Regions from separate parts of the Sus scrofa genome. Here region 1 is linked to region 2. The links are chromatin contacts, called in public Hi-C maps. All regions are on one chromosome and are shown on one strand. The core of a region is the stretch at or near the end of the contact, and the rest is flanking DNA. Distances in the headings are between cores, read along the strand shown.

What was found. A called contact is a pair of places that touch in the nucleus more often than the background predicts.
Region 1: a contact with region 2 is called in a Hi-C map of liver, with 5 times the contacts expected there. The contact joins the promoter of ECSIT here to the promoter of RAB3D in region 2. A contact is called at or near these places in 3 of 47 Hi-C or Micro-C datasets (epiblast stem cells, heart right ventricle and liver).

The regions. Positions count from the first base shown.
Region 1 is chr2:70,168,874-70,174,399 of Sscrofa11.1, forward strand. It overlaps ECSIT (evolutionarily conserved signaling intermediate in Toll pathway, mitochondrial), which reads right to left and starts at 1,889. Exons shown (of 8, transcript XM_013987373.2): 1 at 1,740-1,889.
Region 2 is chr2:70,032,448-70,037,660 of Sscrofa11.1, forward strand. It overlaps RAB3D (ras-related protein Rab-3D), which reads right to left and starts at 3,232. Exons shown (of 5, transcript XM_003123177.3): 1 at 3,023-3,232; 2 at 1,412-1,675; 3 at 541-659; 4 at 329-453. The coding sequence starts at 1,639. TMEM205 (transmembrane protein 205) reads right to left here. Exons shown (of 4, transcript XM_003123176.3): 4 at 4,482-4,851. The coding sequence ends at 4,546.

The DNA of each region.
Region 1 (5,526 bases), core at 639-3,138, 140 kb after region 2:
ACCTTGTTCATTTCAGCATTATCTAGGAAGCTTTAAAGAATCACATGCCCAGGCCATACCCCAGATATATTGTATCAGAATATCTAGAGGTAGGGCCCAGGCATCAGCATTTAAAGCACTCCAATGACTCTAACATCCAGCTGAGATTAGACCTTAATCTAAACCTTTGCTATTCAGGGAGCAGCTGTATTGGCATCATTATTTGGATGCAGAATCTCAGCCCTAACCCTGACCTATTGAAGCAGAATCTGCATTTAAACAAAAGTCCACATTTCTCTTATGTGTGTTAAAGTCTGAGAAATGAAGATCTATGTGCTGATAGTTCCCAATGGTTATCACCATCCCTGAGCTCCAGCTTCCATACCTAACTGCCACTTTGGTGTATACCTAGCCATCTCAAACTTATTTTGCGCCTAACTTATGCCCCTGCTTAAACTTGTTCCATCTCATCCTTGCCTGATGTCATTACACCATCATTCCTAGTCAATCAACCACAAACCTGGTTCTGAGTCCACTGTGTTCCTCACTTCCCCAACCAATTCATCAGCTGCTCATGTTGCTACATCCAGATCCACCTCAAACAATCCCATTTCTCTCCATCTGCAAGCCACAACTCCAGTCCATGACCTCTCTTCATCTACCCACACTCCTTTCCTTACCTGCCTCCAGCCAGTTCTCCCTAAAGTGGTCATAGGGAGCTTTTTTAAAATGTAAACTAAAGTGTTCTCCGGCTAAAGTCACTAATTGCACATCACATGAGATAAAAATCAGACAGGCTCCATCCCTCCAAACTCAACTGTTATTACTGGAAGCTCCAGCTACACCATTTATTTCTCTTTTAAATTTTATTTAATTTTTATTTATTTTTGGCTGCAGTGTGCAGCAGCTTGTTGTGGGATCTCAGTTCCCAGATCAGGGGTTGAACTCAGGCTGCAGAGGTGAAAGCTCTGAATCCTAACCACTAGACCAACAGGGAACTCTCCCATTACGCTGTTTCTTAAACAAGCTGACTTTATCTAGTCTCAGAGCCTCTGAGGTTGCTTTTCCCTGTTTGGAAATTCCTTCCCCAGGTCAGTTCATTGCTGTGCCTGGTTATTCAGGTCTATATTCAAATGAGACGCCTTCCCTGACTACTGCCCCATTCCCAATCTAAAGCCCCATCATCCTGATGAATGAATTTTTAGCAATTAGCATCTGAAGTCACGTTTCATTTACTTCTGATTTGTTCAACGTCTAGCTCTCCTGAGACCAGAGATTTTTGTCTGTCTTCCTTTTTGCTGTCTCTTTTGCACCTGGGATAGTGCCTGCTATATAGTAGGTACCCAACAAATATCAAATGAATAAGAAGAGCTAAATTTCTACAAAGCTTCTATAAATCTGAACCCCTAGGCAGGGTGTACCTACAGCAGCTCTGAGGCTGGCTGCTAGGATTTTGACGCCCTTGGGAGAAAGAAGCGAACTTTAGCCTAGCTGCCAACCTGTGGCGTGACCTTGGGAGACGGCTTTAACTTTTCTGAGCCTCAGCTGTCTCATCTCCAAGATTAGAGATTAGGGATGTGGGGAGGCGGGTACACAGAAGGCAGCTCTCCTCGGAACGTCCCGCCGTGTACCCGAAAAGGTCACGGTGCCCTGGCCCCGGCAGCCGGGATCCTCCTGGGGCCGCCCTTCCGCGCTGCTGGCCCCAAAGGGGCTGCCCCAGGGCTCATAAATTCACGCTTGCCTCCCCGCGTGGGACCTACCTATTCACGCGGACGGCCGCGGAATCCGGGCCGGTTATGTCTTGCCCCTGGGCGCCGCCATGTTGCACGAAGATCTTCTGGGTCACGGGCCACCAGGGAGCCGGCAAATCAACAGCGCCAGTTTAAGAGAGGTCCCGCCTCGAAGAAAGGAGCACCAATAAAAAGGCGCAGCGACCTTGGCCCCGCCTCGTGGTGAGTCAGGCCCCTCCCCTAACGAGGCAAGCTGGACTCCCCACGAATGAGCGAGCTTGGTTCGGGAAGGAGAGACTGTGCGGTTTCGGAGCTGGGACATTGGACTCAGGCAGCGGGTGAACTCAACTGACAGTCCTAGTGCCCACCTGAAATACGGGAATGAAATATTAAAGGTCTAAGTAATGTGGATTCCCTCATTTTTTCAACGAACATTTGAAGGCTTACTGTGTGCCAGGCGCTGATTCGGCGCTGACGTTAGGGAAGAAGAAGGACTGCTAATCTAGCTCCTGGAGTCTGGACTAGTGCTTAACCTGTCTGTGCCTCAATAGTCTCACCTCTGAAATGGCCAATTATAATAACCTCGTAGAGGTTTTTTGTTTTTTGTTTTGTTTGTTTTTTGGGCTTTGTTTTATGGAATAATGGAGTTAATCTATGCAGAACAGCCATGTAAGCGTTTGCTACTGTTATTATGGGGGATTCACACTAATACCTTATTCCACCTCCCTCGCTTGGACGGTTGAGGATCCTGTAGGGTAGTGTGCATGTTCACAATTGTGTGTGTGTGCGTATGTGTGTGTGAGATTGCGATAGAGTGTGGATGTTTTCATGGGTTTTCGTAGTTTCTCAGAACTCAAACAAAGGTGTGTACGTTTGTGTGTGGCTGTATGAGGGTAGGTCAGGGATAGTCCCCACGTGTGTCAGTGTGGACATTGGTACATGTGGGACTTTGTGTGTCCACGTGTCAGTAGCTGCATGTGCACTTGTGATTGTATCAGCTTCTGGGTGTCTGTCATTCTGTGTGTGTGGAAGGATGTGGAATTTGTCCCAGAATTCTGAGGGGCTGGGATTAGGTGTGTCAACATTTCTTTGATGGTCCATGCAATAATGTGTGTGTGATTGCATGTCTGAACACTAGTGGGTAGATGACTGTGTTTATGACACCCCATGTGTCCCCAACTTGTGGATAAATGATTGTCCCACCATCAAGACACATGTGACTGTTATAGCCCTTTACATATCTGTGTGTGATTGTGTCTACCAGTGTGTGCCTGTACCTATATGAATCTCTGACTTCGTGTGTGTGTGTGTGTGTGTGTGTGTGTGTGTGTGTGTGTGTGAAACTCTGTGTCTCAGCGGTGGTATAAAGGTCTGACTGACAATGCCAATCTGGGGTGGTCTCTGATGTGGGATTCCATTATGTAGTTGTGTCCAGCTGTTGGTATGTGTTTGTAACACTGTGTGTCCCTGACTTGTATGGGTGTGACTCGTATGGGTGCCCCTCCACCATCGGTATGTCAGTGACAGTATATGACAATGTGTGTTTATGACTGTGCCTCAACAGTGGTCCATTCTGACTGTGGGGCTATGTCTGTGCGTGACAGTGGTGTGTTCCTATGCCTCTCTCTGTGTTTGACTGTCCACCCAACCATAGTGGGGGCTGTTGCTGAGTTTCTAGCTCTCTGTGTGTAGCTATGTGGTAGATGGGATCCAGCTGGATGAGACCCAGAGTCACATTCACTGAGTCCCCTGCCCATTTCTGAACCTGGCTCCTTTCAGACTTGGTGGTGATTCCTCACAACTGGGATCAAAGGTTTCCGTGTCACCATTCAGTTTCTCTCTTCAGCTACTACTACTTTTTTTTGTTTGGACGCGGCACGGCATGTAGAAGTTCCCAGGCCAGGGGTTGAACATATGCCACAGCAGTGATGCAAGCCACAGCTGTGAAAACACCAGATCTTTTAACCACTAGGCCACAGGGAACTCCAGTTTCTACTTCTTCTGTAAAGACCCCTGGAGACACCACCTCCCCACCCGCACATGTTGAACATCTCCTGTGGACTTGGTTACCATCAACTCCAAGAGGACAGATTTTGGTTGTGTGCTCTTTGTTTGTTTTTGCCTTTTTTTTTTTTTTCTTTTCAGGGCTGCACCTGCAGTATATGGAAGTTCCCAAAATAGGGGTCGAATCAGAGCTGTAGCTGCCAGGCTACACCACAGCCACAGCAACTCCACATCTGAGACAGGTCCGTGACCTACACCACAGCTCACAGCAATGATAGATCCTTAAACCACTGAGCAAGGCCAGGGATCTAACCCACATCCTCATGGATACTAGTTGGGTTTGTAACTCACTGAGCCACAACAGGAAGTCCCTTGGTTGGTTGTTTGATTGGTGTGGTGTCCCCAGTGTGGAACATGGGGGCAGCTCACTAGGTGTTAGTTTCAAAAAAAAAAAAAAAAAAGAGTAAATGAATGGGTGAATGTTCCTGAAGCTCACCCCAACCTTTGAAGCCTGCCAACAGTCTCTTGTGACAGCCCCATGTGACTGCCTTCTGCGTGCCTGACTAATTACCCTGCCACTGTCTTCTCCCAACTCTCCCTGGCCCTGGGGCAGTCTGTATTATCTTGCAGACTCCTATACCCATATGTGTGTCTGCTCACAGCCCTTTGTCAATTTGGGGCACTTGAGTCTTAGGGGATGTTTGGGGGGCATCCTGTTCCTCTCTGGTATTCCCTTTCCTCTCCTTCACTCCTGACCCCCACTATCCTGTCCACAGTTGGTTCCTTAGTATAGTGAGCTGCTCCATACTCACCAGTTGCCTTGCCAAATGGGGTGGCCATGGCTATAGTCTACACAGCCAGCACCACTGTGATGCCATCCTAAAATTTGAGGGTTGGAGTTCCCTGGTGGCTCTGTGGGTAAAGGATCCAGCAGTGTCACTGCTGTAGCTCAAGTCACTGCTGTGGTAAAGGTTTGATCCTTGGACCAGGAACATCCTCATGCTGCAGGCATGGCCTAAATAAATAAATAGAATAAAATTCAAGGAGTGATGACCTTGGCTGTGCTGGTCCCAGACATCCTTAACATCCTCTGGATGTACTGAATCATGCTGTCCAAGGCCTGAGGCAGAGGAGCCCTCTCAGAGTGCCCCAGAGTGTGGGGAGGAACTGAAGCAGTCTGGAAGAGCTTCCCTCAACCCTGCTGCCGGCTTGGACCTGGGCCAAACTGGGGGAAATTGCGCATAGGAGCCTGAAGCTGTGACCACCCACCCATGAGAAGACTCAGGGTCACTCAATAACACCCACGTTGCTATGGCTGTGGTGTAGGCTGGCAGCTGTAGCTCTGATTTGACCCCTAGCCTGAGGACCTCCATATGCCATGGGAGTGGCCCAAGAAATGGCAAAAAGACAAAAAAAAGACAAAAAAAAAAAAAAAAAAAAAAAAAAGGAATCTAAGGAGTTCCCACTGTGATGCAGTGGGTTAAGGATCCAGTGTGGTCTCTGCAGCCATATGGGTTTGATCCCTGGACTGGGAACTTCCATATGCCATGAATGTGGCCAAAAAAAAAAAAAAAAAAAAAAAATCTAACAAGTGAAGAAAATGGAAGTCTTGTTTCCAATGTTTTGGTTGTGCCTGTGGCATGTGGAAGTTCCCAGGGCAGGGGTCAAACCTGTGCCACAGCAGTGATACAATGCCAGATTCTTAACCTCCTGAGCCACCAGGGAGCTCTGAAGAATGTGGAACTCTTGTACACTTCTGGTGAGAATGTAAACTGGTTCAGCCACCATGAAAAACAGTATGGAAGTGCCTCAA
Region 2 (5,213 bases), core at 1,982-4,481:
TCTGGGAGGCCTCCAAGGAAGGTTTCCCTCCTACTAACAGTGCTTCAATTTGATATACCCACCACTCCCAACACGGGTGTGGATGCTGGTAGGATAAATTCCCAGAAATGGTTTTACTGAGTCTGGGTTTCAAAAGCAGCAGGGATGGGGGGTGGGGTAAGGGGCATCTGTGGATGAATTCTATGAAATTAGATGGAGAAGGTGGTATACTTGTTGGTATTTTTCTGGACAGCTTTTCAAGGGGCAGAGGGTTACCTGGGACTTGGGGTTGGGGCTGGGAGTTTGGTTCTGGGAGGTGCAGGGCCCATGGCCCAGGCTGAACACTAACCAAGGTCATCGGCGAGCCTCCGGCCCTCTTCAGTAGGCACAACACGCTCGTCCTCCAGGTCACATTTGTTCCCCACGAGGATGACCTGAGCATTGTCCCAGGAGTAGGTCTTGATCTGTGTGGACCTGCGGAATTTGAGAGCTGTTAGGCCAGAGATTAGGGTTGGGGGAGAGAAGGTGAAGGTCAAGGCTCAGTGGTCACCAAGCACTCACCAGTCCTGCACGGCGGCAAAGGACTCCTGGTTGGCGATGTCATACATGAGCAGGAAGCCCATGGCTCCGCGGTAGTAGGCTGTGGTGATTGTACGGTAGCGCTCCTGGCCCGCCGTGTCCTGGGCACACAGTGGGGTCAGGCATCTAGAAGCCACTCAAATCCTCACCCCACCCCACCCCTGCAGGACCCTGTCTGAAAGGGGCGGCATCAGCCTCACAGCCCTCATCAGATAGGCAAGACCTAGATCTGCCCTCAGAGCCCCAGTCTAATGGAAGAAACACAGGCCTGCCTGTATCATCTCTAGTCTGATAGAGGAGACATGGGCCTGTCCTTGAGGGGCTCCCAGTCTGAACAGTCAGTGGACTCTCAAGACTTAGCAGCTCCTCTGACCTCATCTCCAAGTGCCAACTTCATGACCATGAATAAGAACCACCTGGGCCAGAGGATACCACTTTGATGCAGACAGCCCGGTGCTTGTTACCGTGACAGTCATTACCAGTAGCCCCTCTGGGAGCAGGGGCATGGCTCTGAAGAGCAGGCAGGCTCAGTGGGGGCCCCCCAACCCTCAGCTTGTTCTGAGAGGGTACCAAGCCTCTTCTCCACTGGTCACCAAGACATCTAACCTGCCTTGGGTTAGTCCTATCTCCCCCTCAAACCCCAGGGGGCGGGGCATATCCACCCCATTCTGATGAATTCACATCACAGATACACCCGGCCACTACTCTTCACACTCAAACCCCCTCCCTGACTCTGGGCCACTTTCCCTCACCTGGGATCCCTCCCCATAGCCCTACACCCTCCCCTGTACTTCCCTGGGGGAACCCCAGGGCCTTCCTGGCCCAAAGACCCACAGACAGCTGCCTAGCCCACCCAGATCTGCAGCTTGATCCTCTTGTCATGGCGGTAGACAGTCTTGACCTTGAAGTCGATGCCCACGGTGCTGACGAAGGCAGGTGTGAAGGAGTCATCGGCGTATCGGAACAGGAAGGATGTCTTGCCCACGCTGCTGTTGCCGATGAGCAGCAGTTTGAACATGTAGTCGAAGTTCTGGTCTGCTGCATCCCGCTGGCCCGTCGAGGGGTCTCCAGCTGACGCCATCTTGGCAGGAAGCCTCCTGGAGGGTGGGCTGGAACCCTACAGGGAAACAAAGCACCAGGATTGGCTCTAGTGTCTACACCAAACCTGGGCTCAAATCCCGGCTCTGCCGCTTGGAAGCCAAATGACCCTGGATGCATCACTTGCCCTCTCTAGGCTTCAGGGTCCTCGGCTGGAAAATGGAGATGTTCGTCAAATGCAAGGGCCAGGTTGTGGGTGCCCCACCTGGCCGCTGAGGAGCCGGACCCTGCGGAAAGTGCAGGTGTGGACTTTGCCCCAGAGTGAGCAGCTGGCGTGGCCCAGGTGTGAGCTGGGATGGGGGGGCTGCCAGCTGGATAGAGCCCCCCCCCCAACCAGGGCCTGGGTGTTGACTTTGGCAGGTGTTGGCCACCTGCCTGCCCTGACCCAAGCCAAGTTTAACCCCTTCCCTGACTCCCATGGGCCTGACCCCCACGGGGAGGGGCGGTTTCAGTGGATACAGCCCGGGTATAAGGCCCAGCTCTACCCCTCAATGGATACTGCCACCTTCTGTTTGTCAAAGAGGCTGGGCCCCTCTCCCTCCCAGTAGGGCTGACTCACTGCGGCCCCAGCCCACAGAGGCCAGAACAACGGTCCTCAAATCCCAGGAAATCCCCCCAGCCACCACCATGACCTGGCACTCTGTCCCCACAGCTGGGCTCCTTCATCTGGGTCCAGCGCACCCCTTCAACCCTCATTGCCTTCCTTAGGACTCAGTTTCCCCTGTTCATGGCAGCTCCCTGAGCCTCCCAGGGAGGTTCCAGAAGTCCTGGGTGAATGGAAGGCAACTCACAGAGGAACCCCTGGAAAAGCTCTTTCTCAACCACCCCTGGGGCTTCTTTCCATTTTAAAGGAGGACCCATCTGGCCCCCCTTTCCTGCCCAGCCCTCTGCCCCACCCCATGTTCCGGGAGAACAAGTTTAAGGAGGGGAAGAGAAGAGGCAGGAAGCCTTTCCCCATGCAGGGCAGGGCCACCAGGCTGGGGCTCCCGCCCGCCCCACCTCTAGCCCCAGCCCCAGCCCACCTGTCAGCCGGTCCTACCTCTTTCTGACCACCTGCCAACACTCCCTCAAGCCTGGCACTAGGTAAGAGACCCCGGGGTGGGGTGAGGGGGGGCTCGGAGGGCTCCGCCCTGTCACCCGTGGGTAGACGTGGGGCGCCCCAACCGGTGCAGGAGCTCAGGAGCTTCCTCCCATCACCATATGGTCCCATCTCAAGTCCCCAGCTGGGCCGTCTGCCCCGCCCGCGTCCCATTAACGCTCCCCGATGAGCCCAGCTGGGTGGGGGAGAGGGAAGAGGCGTCCCCCGCCGCCTGCTTTTGTTCCTCAGGCCCCCGGCCCTCCCCCTAAGCCCCGGTCCCCTCAAGACCTGCTGGGACGTGGAGATGCGGGTCGGGTGTGCTCCCTCTGAAGGGGGTCACCTCGCGTGGAGGGCGCTGCCTGTGGAGCTTCTGCCTTCGAACTCGCTACTGCCTGCTGTCTGGCCCCTGTAGCAACCCCGACCCCGTAGCCGCCGCCGCTGCCGCCGCTGCCGCCGCTGCCCGCAGCCACCCGGATCCCGCGCCGGCTCCGCCCAGAAGAGGGAGGAGGGGCCGCTCCGGGGGAAGGGCGGGGTGGGGCGGAGCTTGTGGGGAGATGGGGGAGGGGCAGAAGCCGCACTGCCTGCCCCGCTGTCGAAAGTCAGTCTCGCAGCAATAAACTTTTCATTTTAACTAAGCGGACGTAGAGGTCCTACTCTGCGCAAAGCAGCTAAGAGCGAGAAGTCTGGAGCTAGGTTCAAATCCCAGATCCACCACTTTCTAGCCGTGTCACTGGTTTTTGTTTTCTTTTGGCAAGCCCGAGGCACGTGGAAATTCCCAGGCCTGGGATCCAACGAGCACCACAGCAACAACCCAAGCCGCTGCAGTGGCAACGCCAGATCTTTAATCTACAAGAGAACTCCTACTAGTTCTGTCACTTTGGACAGAACACTTCCCTGGACCTCATCTTCTCCGTCCCTCAGGGTTGTGTGAGGGTTCTGATCTGAATTAGTGTTGTAAAATGCAGCACCTGCCCCTGAAGAGGACTAGAACCCTTATTCCAAATCCTCTTAAGGACACTTGGAATTAACCCCCCCTTCACAAATAAAGAAACTGGAGATTGGAGAGGTGCAGCCCCTTGCTCAAGGCCACACAATAAGGAAATTTGGCCTCCATGCCCAGCTGAGATCCCAGATTTTTCTTCGAGCCAGCAGGATTCTGCAGTTATAATAGTTCAGGCTTTGCTTGGTTTCAAATCCTAACAACTCCACCTGAAGCCATTTGCTGAACTTCTTGAGCCCCCATTGCTTCATGGGAACATTAGCCGCCTCCAAGGCTGCTGTGGATGAACCCAGATGATGTGCATCAGTCAGTAAGGGCTGGCATATGCTCAAGCAGCCCCACTAGTCTCCACGGCACACAACATCCAAGGTTTGCTTCTCACTCACACTGTTCCTTGCAGTGAAGGGAAGATGTGTCATATCGTGTGCTGGCTTGTATAATTCTCTTTGTGACTCTGCTCACATTTCATTGGCCAAAGCAAGTCACATGACCACCCCCAATGTTAATGGGGTCCTTCAGGGCTCAGAACCAGTTGTTTTTACAATAATATATGATATGTGCAATGGTTAGTGCCATGTCTGGCACACAGAAGGTGCTCAACAAATGGACACCATTATAGGAAGAGCTCAGGGGCTACAAAAGCTAACACGCCAAATCATCATGTCACGTGAGTGGGGAAACGGAAGCCCTCAGCTCTACCTTCTCCTGCCCCTTCCCCCGAGTCCCAGTTGGAGAAAAATACAGCAGTCATTTCCAAAGAAGCATTTATTGACATTTGGGGACACCAGCAGAGACAGAGAGTCAGTGGGTGCTAGAGGCCCCTGAGGCCCAGGGCAAGGCCAGCAAGATGAAGCCCATTGCTCAGGAGGCAACCCAGATTGCAAATGGAGGACAAGCCATGGTAGCGGAAAAAGTTCTGGCGGAGGGCACTGTACTTGGGGTCCTGCCCTCGCAGCTGGCGGTAGGGGTCCGAGCCTTGGTGGCTGCCTGGCACCTCCCCACCCAGGCCCCGCTCCTTCTCCATGGTCTGCAGGGCCCACATGGTGGCCGTGGTTCGGGGCTCCAGCCAGCGGGCGTTGATGGTGGCCAGTGTTAGGCTCACGAGCAGCAGGCAGAGCTGGTGGGGCAGTGGGAGAACAAGGTAAGCCATGCCTGGAAGGCAGGAGGGGCCCTAGGGAGGGTCCTTTTGCATCCTCAAGGCCCAGAAGGGAATGGGACAGCACTGGGTCAAGCCAGGCCTCCCACCTCCATCCCCAAAGCCAAACTGAGCTCCACTCTCCTACCCTGAAACCTGCATGTTCTAAGGAAAGGCTCCATCACTGTCTCCTTTATCTCACCTAAACCTCCTGAGCCTCCACTCTTCTGAAACCCTGACTGGAAGTTTCTAGAACACATCCATCTCCTACCCTCCTCTGTTCCCCCAAACTGAGCATATCTCCGTAGAGCCTCTCTTCCCTGAAATGGGACAGAGCATCAAAA